Regions from separate parts of the Triticum aestivum genome. Here region 2 is linked to region 1. Evidence: chromatin contacts called from public Hi-C data. All regions are on one chromosome and are shown on one strand. Each heading gives the region's core, a stretch centred on a gene start, on an enhancer-like site or on the middle of the called end of the contact. The rest is flanking DNA. Distances are from core to core; before and after follow the strand shown.

The links. A called contact is a pair of places that touch in the nucleus more often than the background predicts.
Region 2: a contact with region 1 is called in a Hi-C map of leaf, with 5 times the contacts expected there. The contact joins the promoter of LOC123043381 here to the promoter of LOC123043380 in region 1. A contact is called at or near these places in 3 of 5 Hi-C or Micro-C datasets (all in leaf).

Annotation. Positions count from the first base shown.
Region 1 is chr2B:48,050,975-48,057,031 of IWGSC CS RefSeq v2.1, reverse strand. It overlaps LOC123043380, which reads left to right and starts at 3,426. Exons shown (of 11, transcript XM_044465801.1): 1 at 3,426-4,260; 2 at 4,372-4,697. The coding sequence starts at 3,519.
Region 2 is chr2B:48,225,776-48,231,832 of IWGSC CS RefSeq v2.1, reverse strand. It overlaps LOC123043381 (E3 ubiquitin-protein ligase UPL3), which reads right to left and starts at 2,355. Exons shown (of 17, transcript XM_044465803.1): 1 at 1,372-2,355. The coding sequence starts at 2,223.

The DNA.
Region 1 (6,057 bases), core at 2,177-4,676:
CTAATTTTCAAAATAAATCTCCTTTTCTTTGTGTGCTCGTACCGCTCGTGAAACGGTAGGGGGTGGCTGATATTTTTCAATGCTGGATGTGTTATTCTCAAGATGAGTGTTTATTCACTTGTCATTGCACGAGTGTACGACAAAGGTATTAGGAATGCCCAGTCCCGAAATGAAAAAATGAATTTATTTTATGTTGTCAAATAATAAATTTCTTGAAAAGTGTTGGCATGGACGGCACCCGTGGATTCGGTTAGCCGTGGAATGTGAAAGTATGGTGGAAAAAGGAATAAATTTTATTTTCCGTTTGAGAACCGCCTATCATATATCTAGCATGGAAAGTATTGGGAACTACTCGATCGTTTTCGTTGACAGGAAAAGCATGCCACCCAAAATATTTTTATCTCTATTTTTTCCGCTTTGAGCTCTGGCACCTCTATAAATCCCTACTCCCCTTTGCGAAGGGCCTTTTTATTTACTTTATGCAATTTTAATTTTTATTTGAGTCTCCATCTTCTCTTATAAAGCACCAACTAAGGGGCATTACGATCGTACTTGAGCATTGGGTGTAGCTAATATGCGAGTGTGTTTCATGAATGAATCAATGATTGAGCATAATAGGCTAGGGATAACTTGCTTTAGTGTCAATATTTTAAAAAACATGGTTGCTTGTTGATATGCTTGAGTATTGAAATCTTCATGTCAAAACTAGACTATTGCATTGAATCATATAAAAGTCCAAATGTCCATGCTACAAAGAAAAGAATATGTGATGAACATGTTAGACAACATTTCACATCAAAAATTCTATTTTTATCATTTACCTACTCGAGGACGAGCAGGAATTAAGCTTGGGGATGCTGATACGTCTCCAACATATATATAATTTTTTATTGTTCCATGCTGTTATATTATTATTTTTGAATGTTTTACAATCATTGTATAGCAACTTTATATCATTTTTTGGGACTAACTTATTGACATAGTGCCCAGTGCAATTGCTGTTTTTTGCTTGTTTTTTACGTCGCAGAAAATCAATACCAAACGGAGTCCAAACGCAGCGAAACTTTTTGGAGAATTTTTCTAGGCCAGAAGACACAGGATGGGCCGAAGAAGTACTAGAGGGGTGCCCCGAGGGGGGCACAACCCACCTGGGCGCGCCTGGGCCTCCCGCACCGCCTATTTGCTCTATAAATACCCCAACATTCCAAAAACCCTAGGGGAGTCGACGAAACACAATTCCAGTCACCGCAAGTTCCAGAAATCACAGATTCAATATAGACACCATCACGGAGGGGTGCATCATCCTCATTGGTGCCTCTCCGATGATGCATGAGTAGTTCATTGTAGACCTACGGGTCCGTAATTAGTAGTTAGATGGCTTCCTCTCTCTCTTTTGATTTCTCAATACAATGGTCTCTTGGAGATCTATTTGATGTAATTCTTTTTGCGGTGTGTTTGTTGGGATCCGATGAACTTTGAGTTTATGATCTGATCTATGTTTTTATCCATGAAAGCTATTAGAGTCTTTTGGTCTCTTAATGCACGATTACTTATAGCCTCATATTTCTTCTTCAAATCTTTAGTTTAGTTAGGCCGACTATATTGATTTTTCTTGCCATGGGAAGAGGTGTTTTGTGATGGTTTCGATCTTACGGTGCTCATCCCCAGTAACAGAAGGGGAAATGACACGTATGTATTGTTGCTATTAAGGATAACAAGATGGGATCTATTCCTACATGAATAGACCTTGTCTACATCATGTCATCGTTCTTATTGCATTACTCTGTTTCTTCATGAACTTAATACACTAGATGCATGCTGAATAGCGGTCGATGTGTGGAGTAATAGTAGTAGATGTAGGCAGGAGTCGGTTTACTAATCTTGGACCCGATGCCTATATAATGATCATTGCCTGGATATCGTCATAATTATTTGAAGTTCTATCAATTGCCCAACAGTAATTTGTTAACCGCCGTATGCTATTTTTATCGAGAGAAGCCACTAGTGAAATCTACGCCCCCGGGTCTCTTCTTTATCATATTTGCCTTCGAGATCTATTCTTATTCGCTTTTATTTTCAGATCTATTAATCCAAAAACCCAAAAATACCTTACTGTAATTTATTGTTATTTATTTTATCTCGCGTTCCTGCGAGATCTATTTATTCAATCTACTACAATTTTATCTATCTTTTTACCGGGAGGGATTGATAACCCCTCTTTTACGTCGGGTTGCAAGTATTTGTTCTTTGTGTGTAGGTGTCGTTCACGTAGTGTTGCGTGGTTCTCCTACTGGTTCGATAACCTTGGTCTCATCACTGAGGGAAATACCTACCATAGCTGTGCTGCATCATCCCTTCCTCTTTGAGGAAATACCGACGTAATTCAAGCCGCAACATAGCCCCGGTGGGTAAGGTGGGGACAACTTAGCAGCGGTGCTTGTTGGCAACAACGCGCTACTGAGGACCGACGCTACTGCTAAGTAGCAGTAGTGGTGGCCTATTACCCAATGCTTCCGTTAAGGTTCTACCTATAAGGTATTTCCTAGTAGTGAGCGGTTGGACGAAGGTTAGTGGCGTCGATGCGGTGGCAGGACCAAGGCACGTCTGTGTCCTATCTCTTCTCTCTCTTAGGTATCCCCTATCCCACCGTAGATTTGGGGCATCGACGGTCAGATCTCATGTGACGGAGGTGGCGAAGGCAACCAATAGGGGTGTCGCGGCGGTGTGTGGCTGCAAGGGCCGAGGGCGTCACATGCAGGCGTGTGGCTGTAGGGGTGGGGGGGGGGGCAACCAGAGTTGCCAGGCGGTGGCGAGATCGAATCATGTTGTGATGTGCTTCAGCCATGTTGTACATGTGCGTGTTTCACGCGTACGTCCTCACTCACGACAATGACATGTGCTAATGGAGTTGAATTGTGAATTGAGGACAATACTACTTGAGAGTTGTTTGTGTGCACTGCCAAATATATGGCTGGTTATGTATGAACTTGTGAATTTTAAAATCCGTCAATGAGTTAATGATTTTTTCAAAATTACTGTTGGTGTACGAGAACTTGTGCAACTTTCAAAACTATTGTTAACATATAGGAAAATCTTGGCACAGTCTTCTGAAATCTGTAATATGGTTCAAATGGCACGTATAGTGGGTAATCTCACCATTTCTACTAAAAAGAGTATCTCAACAACTTATCCATCTCTTATCCTTCCAACCAGACATAAAATTGACTATCTATAACTACTTCTCATACTCTCAACCAAACACAGAAAATGGCTATCCCGAACCAGTTGGTGTGGAATACCCATAACACTACAGTACTCCACAAACCAAACACATGTCACCGCTCACCATCGAAACGATGATCCCTTCTCGAGGGGTAAATCGGACTTTCCCCCCTATTCCGTTCCGCCCGAGCATTCCCTCGTCCACGCCTCCTCCTTCCCCTTCCCCTTTCTACCCAAACGAGCAGAGAAAAAAATCCGGCGAATCGGACCTAGGGTTTTGCCCCCCGTCGCCGCCGATGAAGGGCGGCCGCCTGCACCGCCCGGAGCCGCCGGCCCCTCACGCGGCCGCGGCCGCGCCCGCCCCTGCCCCCGCGCCCGCCGACGACTGGGTGGACGGCTCCTGGACGGTGGACTGCTCCTGCGGCGTCACCTTCGACGACGGCGAGGAGATGGTCAGCTGCGACGACTGCAGCGTCTGGGTGCACACGCGGTGCGCGCGCTACGTCCGGGGCGTGCACACCTCCTTCTCCTGCCACAACTGCCGGCACAAGCGCGCCCCCTCCTCCGCCGACGAGACCGAGGTCGCCGAGCTCCTCGCCGAGCTGCCCACCCACCGCCCGCCCCCGCTCTACCGCAGGTGGGCTGAGGTCCCGCTCCCCGCCCGCGTCCACGTCCACGGCCTCCCCGGCGGCGGGGCCGACGCCTCCCTCTTCCGCGGATCCCCGCCCTCCGCCGCCTTCTCCGCCGCCCTCTGGCGCTGCGCCGGCTACGTCCCCAAGAAGTTCGGCTTCCGCTACTGCGAGTTCCCCTCCTGGGCCGAGGACAAGGACAAGAGGGCCGAGGACAAGGACGGCGCCGACGCTCTTTTCGCCATGGCCAGGGAGAAGCGGGAGGAGACGGCGCCCGTGCCAGTGCCAGCGCCGGCGGCCAGATTATCCCTCCCGATTGGGAATAAGGGAAACAAGAATGCTCAAACCCTAAGCAAGAAGGCTGAAGGCGCAAAAGAGGTTCCTCCTCGGACAGATGCCAAGACAAAAGGTGAATAGTTTGGCAACGATTCTTATTATTTAGTTACTGCACACAGAACAGTTAGTTTTTCAATGATGTTGCCTACGTTTCGATTATAGATTGTTAGTTTGTTCATTTTAGGAGCATCCAAGATCGCCACAGAGGCTGATACACGGGATAATGGGTTTGAGTCGAAAGGGGATCTTAACATGCCTGATGTCAGGCATAACGATCAGCTTGCCGACATTACCATGGCCAATTCTGATTTTAAAGTGGTTGGTGAAGCCAATAAGAAGATGAAGGAATCCTTGGAACTGAGTGGGGAGAAGAGGAGTTCTGAGGGAACTACAAGGATGCTGAAAAAGGACGAACATAAGGAGTCTATTAAACTGGAGATCTCCTCTGGAGGTAAAGCTACATCAGCTGTGGCAGAACAAGAAGCACACTCACGTTTTGTCAAGGCAGAGGTTAGTATATTGTATGCAATTAAACCACACAATACTTAATCTATTGCCTTTATTTAGTGTTGCTGGTTTGGAAAAGCGTGGGAGTGCTGTTTTCTACTTTATATTCTGCTGGAATATGCATTTTGACTAATCAGTAGGCCATTTGCTACTTCAAGAGCACACATCCAGAGAGTTTAATCTGTTATGTGGTCATACAAGTCGAGTTGTGCTGCTACCTCAAGAATAGCCCGTTTTAAATGTAATTACTTAACTTGTCCTGATCAGCTTAACCAAATTAAGTTTTAGATTGGTGTACCTTAAAATGGTTTTCTTGTTTGCCGGTACAGTGGATTTCCCTGCCTCTAGCACCTGATTTCCTCCACCTGCAATGTATCTTCATCCCAAACAACATCGATATTTGCAGTGAATTGTTCTCCATGTCCTGGCTTCCCATAGTACTTCGGTTGGTCCACATATGTTAATAATAAATCATTATAAACTATTTACATTTTAGGTTCTTACATGACCTTAATTTCAATAGTTGAATCTCCATGTCTTATGAATTCTACCAATCGCACTCTTTTCAGAGTGATAATTAGAGTTGCGAATGCATCTTGGCTGTGGCATGTGACATTTGACATGACACTATGCGTGGATATGAACATAGAATTCAGTTACGAAAAACTTGCTGTGATGGATGGCTATCCCATTAATACCTTCTGGCAGGCCATGCCATATTAGAGCTGGCAGCTAATGCCGAGCTTCCAAAAAATTGAAGAGGAGTAGAGTATTTATATTTTACCTTTTTGTGTAATGATGATGACGTATATACTGGAATCCTAGATTGGATGTTCTCTTGTTCTAAGCCACATGAAAAACAATTAGCAAGTCAAACCTTGTGAGAGTGTATGGTTCTATTGTGAATGATGTTCACACTTGGAATAATTGTTATTCAGAATAATGCTGGATGACATGACCTGAAGGGAGTAACTCCAACCAGTCCCCTAAACCTTTTTTAGAGGTTCTCGCTCTCTAATTTAGGGGCCTCCTTTTATTCTTTTCACATTAAAAAAAGAGGAAAAGGAAAATTAGCAGTTGGCGGCCGGCGAGCTCTGATGGGCTCCGGTGAACTCCGATGGGCTTCAGTCAATTGTGGTGGGCTTTGGTGAGCTCTGCCAAATGCCGACGTGCTCAGGCGAACTTCGGCGGTCAGCAAAGAAAACAGTGTCTGTTGGTGTTTTTCGGGGGAGGGGATGGTCCCTGCCTTTTTACATGTAGTGAGAAAATAGGTTGAGGAGGGGTCCCTGGTTTATGGAGGTGAGTAAGGGGAGGGTTGGAGTGAATTTTTTGCCCCAGAGCCCAAAAGTAGGTGATAAGGGAT
Region 2 (6,057 bases), core at 1,106-3,605, 180 kb before region 1:
ATGATAGATTCTTCCTGCAGCATATTTTAAACGACAAAACAAAACAAGGAAAGTGGCTAATCTAAAGTACCACAGAAGCAATACAATATCAAAATCTAAGAAAGTAATTCAGATGTCGTAGGTGATAAAGCTAATAGTGGTAGATACTACTCAATAACATATTGTGGAGCAGCAAACTAGATTCAATTGCACAAAGGGTTACAAAGGAATTCAAACAGATGCTATCAAGTTAATTCACATTGTTTTGAATTAGACCCAAGAAAAGTAGAAGTATAATATCCATATAAGATGGGAAGGCAGAGAAGAAACATAGCCAGAAACCGGTTACATGAATCTTAGCATCTGATTTCCAACCAACTTCTTAGTATTTCAGATGGATCATTACAGTAGCACATACACAGGCGTGAAATCAGACCCTGAGCTAGAAATATTTCAGATGAAAAACATGTTCAAATAGTTAGCTTAGTCATGCACAAATAGGTGATTTGGCACAGCAAAACCATGTTAAATGGCACCCAGGTGCTCGGCAGGAGCACCACCATGATCAGGCCTAGAAAGTCTTCTAAGGGGCAGATGAGGTCCTTAGATGGATTTGCGTTCGCTGGTGAGGATTTGGAGCCCGAGTCCTCCTGCGGCAGCAGAGGAAGGGAAGACATCTCCATGCCCACAAGCTCCCTAAGGCTTTAAGGCATCACGTGCATTGGGACATGCTTTCATCTAACTATTTTTTCTTTCATGTGTCTCCTATCCTCAGCTTCTTCCTCCCAGAGCGACCAGTGACTAGACCCTTGGCAGGCCCCAAGGCTACTAAGGTATCACTTTCTGCCTAACTCTCTAGATATTTCTTGTGACATCATTAAATGGTGAGCTACTGAACTAGGCAATATTTGGTACTTGCCAAGTGAACAATCAAACAAGCTATTTCAAATATATAGTTCCTTCAAAATTGATTATACACAATATTTCAAACTTAATATTAACTGAGGCTAACTTACAATTACCACATCTGTACAGGTCACTGAAACTTGAGTCAGAAACATAACATAGAAAGCATACAGTGGAACTTCTCAAGTATGGGCACAACGCCAACAAAAATCATGTTTGTAACCTTCTCACTCATGTTTGTTTTAGCACTAAAATGGGAAAAAAACCACAGCTACACAAAAGGCAAACTACTCATGAGCAAGTCCAAATGACCTGCAACACTAAAAGGAAACTCGTGTAATGTAGGTTAAGGCTCTATGGATAATCATGCATAATACAGTACACAAGAATGGTTCACTAAGCATTGATCTGGATCAGGCAACATGATAAAGAAGCAGCATGTACTATATATAAACCAAGCAAGCGATGCAACAGAGCAGTGCTCACCTGCTCAGCAAGGTCCATATATTCAATGGTGAGAAGCCGGGCGCAGAAGCATGCCACGGCGCCATAGTGCACAACGGCAGAGCAGGACGACGGAAGCACGTCGCAGAGGTGGGTCAGGGCCCGCGCGGCGAGCAGCATGATGTCGGGGTTGCTCTCATGGTTGAGCAGCCCGACCAGAACAGGCACGAACGAGTCCACTGAGAAGCCCGCGAGGGTGTCCTCCGTGCCGATGGACAGCATCTCGCAGAGCTGCGTGAGTGCCTCAACCTGGCGCCCCTCCTCCCCGTCGGCGCGGAGACCCGCGAGCATGCTCTTCATCCGCGCGCCGTTCGGCCCAGACATGGACGACGAGGAGGCAGCCGCGGCGGCGGCCGAGAGCCCGGACGACGGCAGCATGTCGTCCAGGCCGGCGCCGAGCTTCCTGAGCAGCCCCTGCAGGGCGCTGCTGGCGGAGGTGAGGCCGTGGGGGAAGGCCCCGTGGCCCTCGTCGTCGTCGTCCATGCCGTCGAAGCTGAGGCCCAGCATCCGCTCGGCCTCGCGCACGCGGGAGCTCTCCGAGGGCTCCTGCTGCTCCTTGCCCTTGTCGGCGTTGGAGGCGCGGCCGCCGCGGCGGCGGGGCGGGGGGTTGTTGCCGCCGCCGTCGGCCGGGAAGTCCATCGGGGGCTGCGGGGCGGGCGGGGAGAGGAGGACGGAGCGGCGGGCGCGGGGCGCGGGGTGTGCGGGCGCGGCGGGGGCGGGGCTAGGGTTAGGGTTGGGGCGGGCGCGCTTGGAGGAGCGGGCCGAGGAGGAGGAGGTCGGGGTGGTGGAGGAAGACGACGAGGCTTCCGCCCGCTTGCGGCTGCGCGTTTCCATACACGGGGGAGGAGGGGGAGGGGGGCGGCGGCCGCCTCGTCGGAGGCGGTGGGTGCGGCGCGGCGGCTAGGAGGCGGTGGGCGGCGGGGGAGGGGGCATCGATGGGCGATCGGAGGAGATCTGGGTGGGGATTTTGTTGATTGATTTGGGGGGCCAGGGAGGCGGTGGGGACTGCGGCTGCGGGGGCGGCGACGCGAGATAAGAGAGAGAGAGAGAGGCCGGATGGGACGCGTGAGCGCGAGGAGGGCCGCTTGGGCTTTTGCGGGGTTGTTCGGCTCTCTGCCCACGAGCAGAGCACCGCCCCGCACCGCCCTCCCTCGACCTAAGAAAAAGAAGAAGAAAACAAAAATCTTCTCAAGAAAAGTCTCTCAAAAGATAAAATACTCCCTCCGAGCAATTCCGGACCAAGAAACTACTATTTGTGTAGATATATACGAATGTCCCGTATCTAGACATGTTTTAGTGTTAGATATATCTGTATCCGGACAAATTTAAGATGCAGTTTGGGACGGAGGTAATATCATAAAAATGAAAATTCAATATACTGAGTTAACCGAAATTTGTGGCGAGGCTTCATCCGTGTGTATGTATATCTGGAGATTTATGGCGAGGCTTCATCCGTGTGTATCCAGTAGAGAACCCATTCATGATTCTGCCGATGGAAAGCGGTGCTCGTGGTTTCCGGCATGAGACGCCGTCGGAGCTTCGGGCCAAGGGAGAACATATAAGGGCGTGTTTGGTTACATTGTCAATTGAGTCTGGCCCGGTGAGCCTGGCTCTAGTGAGCCGGTTTGAGGGGATGCAGACAAAAAGACTCCAGATGCACATAGTTTGGTTGCCTGCATGTACCTTAGTTGCATGAGACAACCATTTTTGGCCCGGTGTTTGGTTGCCCGCATTGCATTGGACGCACATATGACATGATGTTTGGTTGCAACCCGTATAAGGTGTTGTCACCATTTCTAACTAGTGATGAGCTTACCACACATAATCTGAACATATAGTGTCAGCTAGTTAAACAAATGACAATTCATCCTAACTACTATCAAATGACAGAACAAATTATTAAGCCATTGGCTAAATAGGGGATAGTTCATTGGTGTTGCTGCTACCAGATCTTCATCTTCCTCTTCTTCTGCTTCTGCTTCTGCTTTTGCTTCTTCTTGTGCTGCTGCTTCTTCGTCTTCCTCTTCTTCAAATCTGGCACTGACCTCTGTTAAGCCACATTGCATCTGCCCACTCCAACCTTTTGTTCTTCCAAGCGTCATTGTCAAATGCCTCCACACCATGGCCGGAGCTAACAACATCGTCAGGCTTGACCTCTTCCTCCTCTGGCATGTGTTCATCAAAGCCCCACTGGAGGATCCAGTTATGCAGAATGCAACAAGCAAGAACAAGCTTAACCTGAGTGGAGTATGGGTGGAATGGCTTCTGATCCAAGATTTTAAATCTATTCTTCAGAGCTCCAAATGCCCTCTCAACAGTTACACTAAGGTTGGAGTGTCTGAGATTAAACAACGCATGTGTTGTCCTAGGATAGTTCCTACCAGAAAACTCGTTGAGATGGTACTTGGTTTTCCTGAAGGGTGAAACAACACCCGGACATGCATAGCCAACATCTTCAAGGTAGAACCTACCGTCGGGGATGTTGATCCCATCAGGTCGACTCATGTTGTCATTGAGAATGTTAGCATCATGTGCTGACCCCTCCCAGCTAGCCAGCACATATGTGAACTTCATATCAAAGTCAACAACAACAAGCACATTCTGGCTTGTGTAGTGCTTCCTCCCCTTGTATGCTGCAGACTGTGACCTAAGAACTCTGGCAGTGACATGAGTACCATCTATTGCCCCAATGCAATCCTGAAAATGGTATCACAAGCCTGTGTTAGTGCTCAACTTGAACAATACAAGCATATCAAGCCATGAAAAGTGTATATTATCAATGCTCACCTTGAAATATGGATACCATCTTGGGCTTCCGCGAATCTTGGGTGGAGTCCGGACAGATGGTCTCCTGATCATCTTTCCTCTAAGCTCCCCAACAGCAAAAAGCACCTGCTTGAAGTACCTAGAGGTGGTCTCCATTTGATCTCCTGAACGTGTTGTGAATGACCCTGAACCTTTGGTTATGGCCAACAACATGGAGGAACATGGCCACTTGCTCTTCCACACTGGTGTTGATGTTATCTTGTGCAACCCCCTGCTCCTGAAGGTCTCGACAAGCCTGGCAAATGGTGCTCTTTTCATTCGAAGCATCCACAAAGCCTTGACGTCATTGCAGTTGTAGATGTAGTTCAGATTTTGGATCCTCTACTGTTCCCGGATAAACATTGGACCATAGCGGATCAAAGGTCTCCCAGCACGACGAACAACTCTCTGGTGCATGAACATGACCCATGCCTGAATCACACTTATCAGTGTTGCTGCCTGAATTATCAGCCTCATCTGTGCGTCCATAACCTAGTCGACATCGACGGTTCGTTCAGTGGGAAATCGATCCTACACCTTGCCTATCGGCCTAACCACTGACCTAACAAAGTGGGGAGGGGGTGCTGCTTACCGGCATCAGAGACGAGGACGTCATAGGGGGAGTCATGGCACAGACAAGGTCAATCAGACGATGGCCAACAGCAAGGGGAGCACCAGATCCGCCGCAAACGTCACCGCCTCTTCCGCCGCCGCCGCCGCCTCTAGCACAGATCTGAAATTGTAGCCGCCGCCGGTGGTGAGGCAGTAGGGAAGAAAGGGGGCAGGGAAGAAAGTGGCTACGGATGAGCGAGTAGAAAGGGTGGTGAGGCCAGATTTGGCGTAGGGACGGCGCGCCAGATTACCCATCTCCCACCACCCCCCTTGCCATCGCGTCGCACCCGCCCATGCGACCTCGCGCCGCACTCAGTCTGGCTTGTGAGAAACTGCCGATTCGAGCGTTCCAGCGAGCCAGGCTCTGGGCTGCTTTGAGAAGCGTGTGATGCAGGCCCAACAATGAAACCAGGCAACCAAACAGGCCTCTTCCTTCCCGCGCGGGCCTGGTTGGGCTTGATGCGGGCAACCAAACATGCCCTAAAAGTGCATTGTTTCTTCAATGGCATTTTGGTGTTGATGACAATGGGGCTAGTGAGGACTAGTGTAGATGACCCGTGTGTAAAGGTGTAATAGTTCGACTCCCTCCTATGTTGGTTTGTAGCAAGTGGATAGACGTCTTTCCTGAGTGACAAACCTAACAATCTATAGAGATGCAATAGTTGGATGTCTTTAACACCAATAAAACCCTCTTATGCCCCCAACAATACAATAAGGGTGTCAATCATTGCTAGTCTTGCTAATTGAAGAAGCCTATTTAAAGATAGTGTGTGATAAATATTTTTTGGTATTCTTGCAATAAAATAAAAATGAAATAAACAATGTGTAAATGTTTTTAACATGGTACAAGAGCATACGCTTATACATATGCATATACACCCAAACTTATGAACGCTCGCACGCACACCCTATCCATATGAGCACCTCCGAGAGACTGAGCCGGCACATCATCTTAGATTGACGAACTTGCCACAGACACCTTCATAGTTGACGGAAACGTCTCCTCCCACTAAACGCATATCACCGGAAGACCTGAAATAAATTCAGGAATGCGAGCACCAATGTCAAGTCTAGGACTTGAACTTTGGTGACAGAGGATACCACTGTCCTCCTACCATCTAAACACAGGTCCATTCACATGTGTAAACTAGGTGATTTCCCCGCGCGTTGTTGCGGGACATCCATGTACAACTTTCTGAAATATTTGTTTTACCATGGAAAATCATATCATCAATGTTTGAAATTTACTTA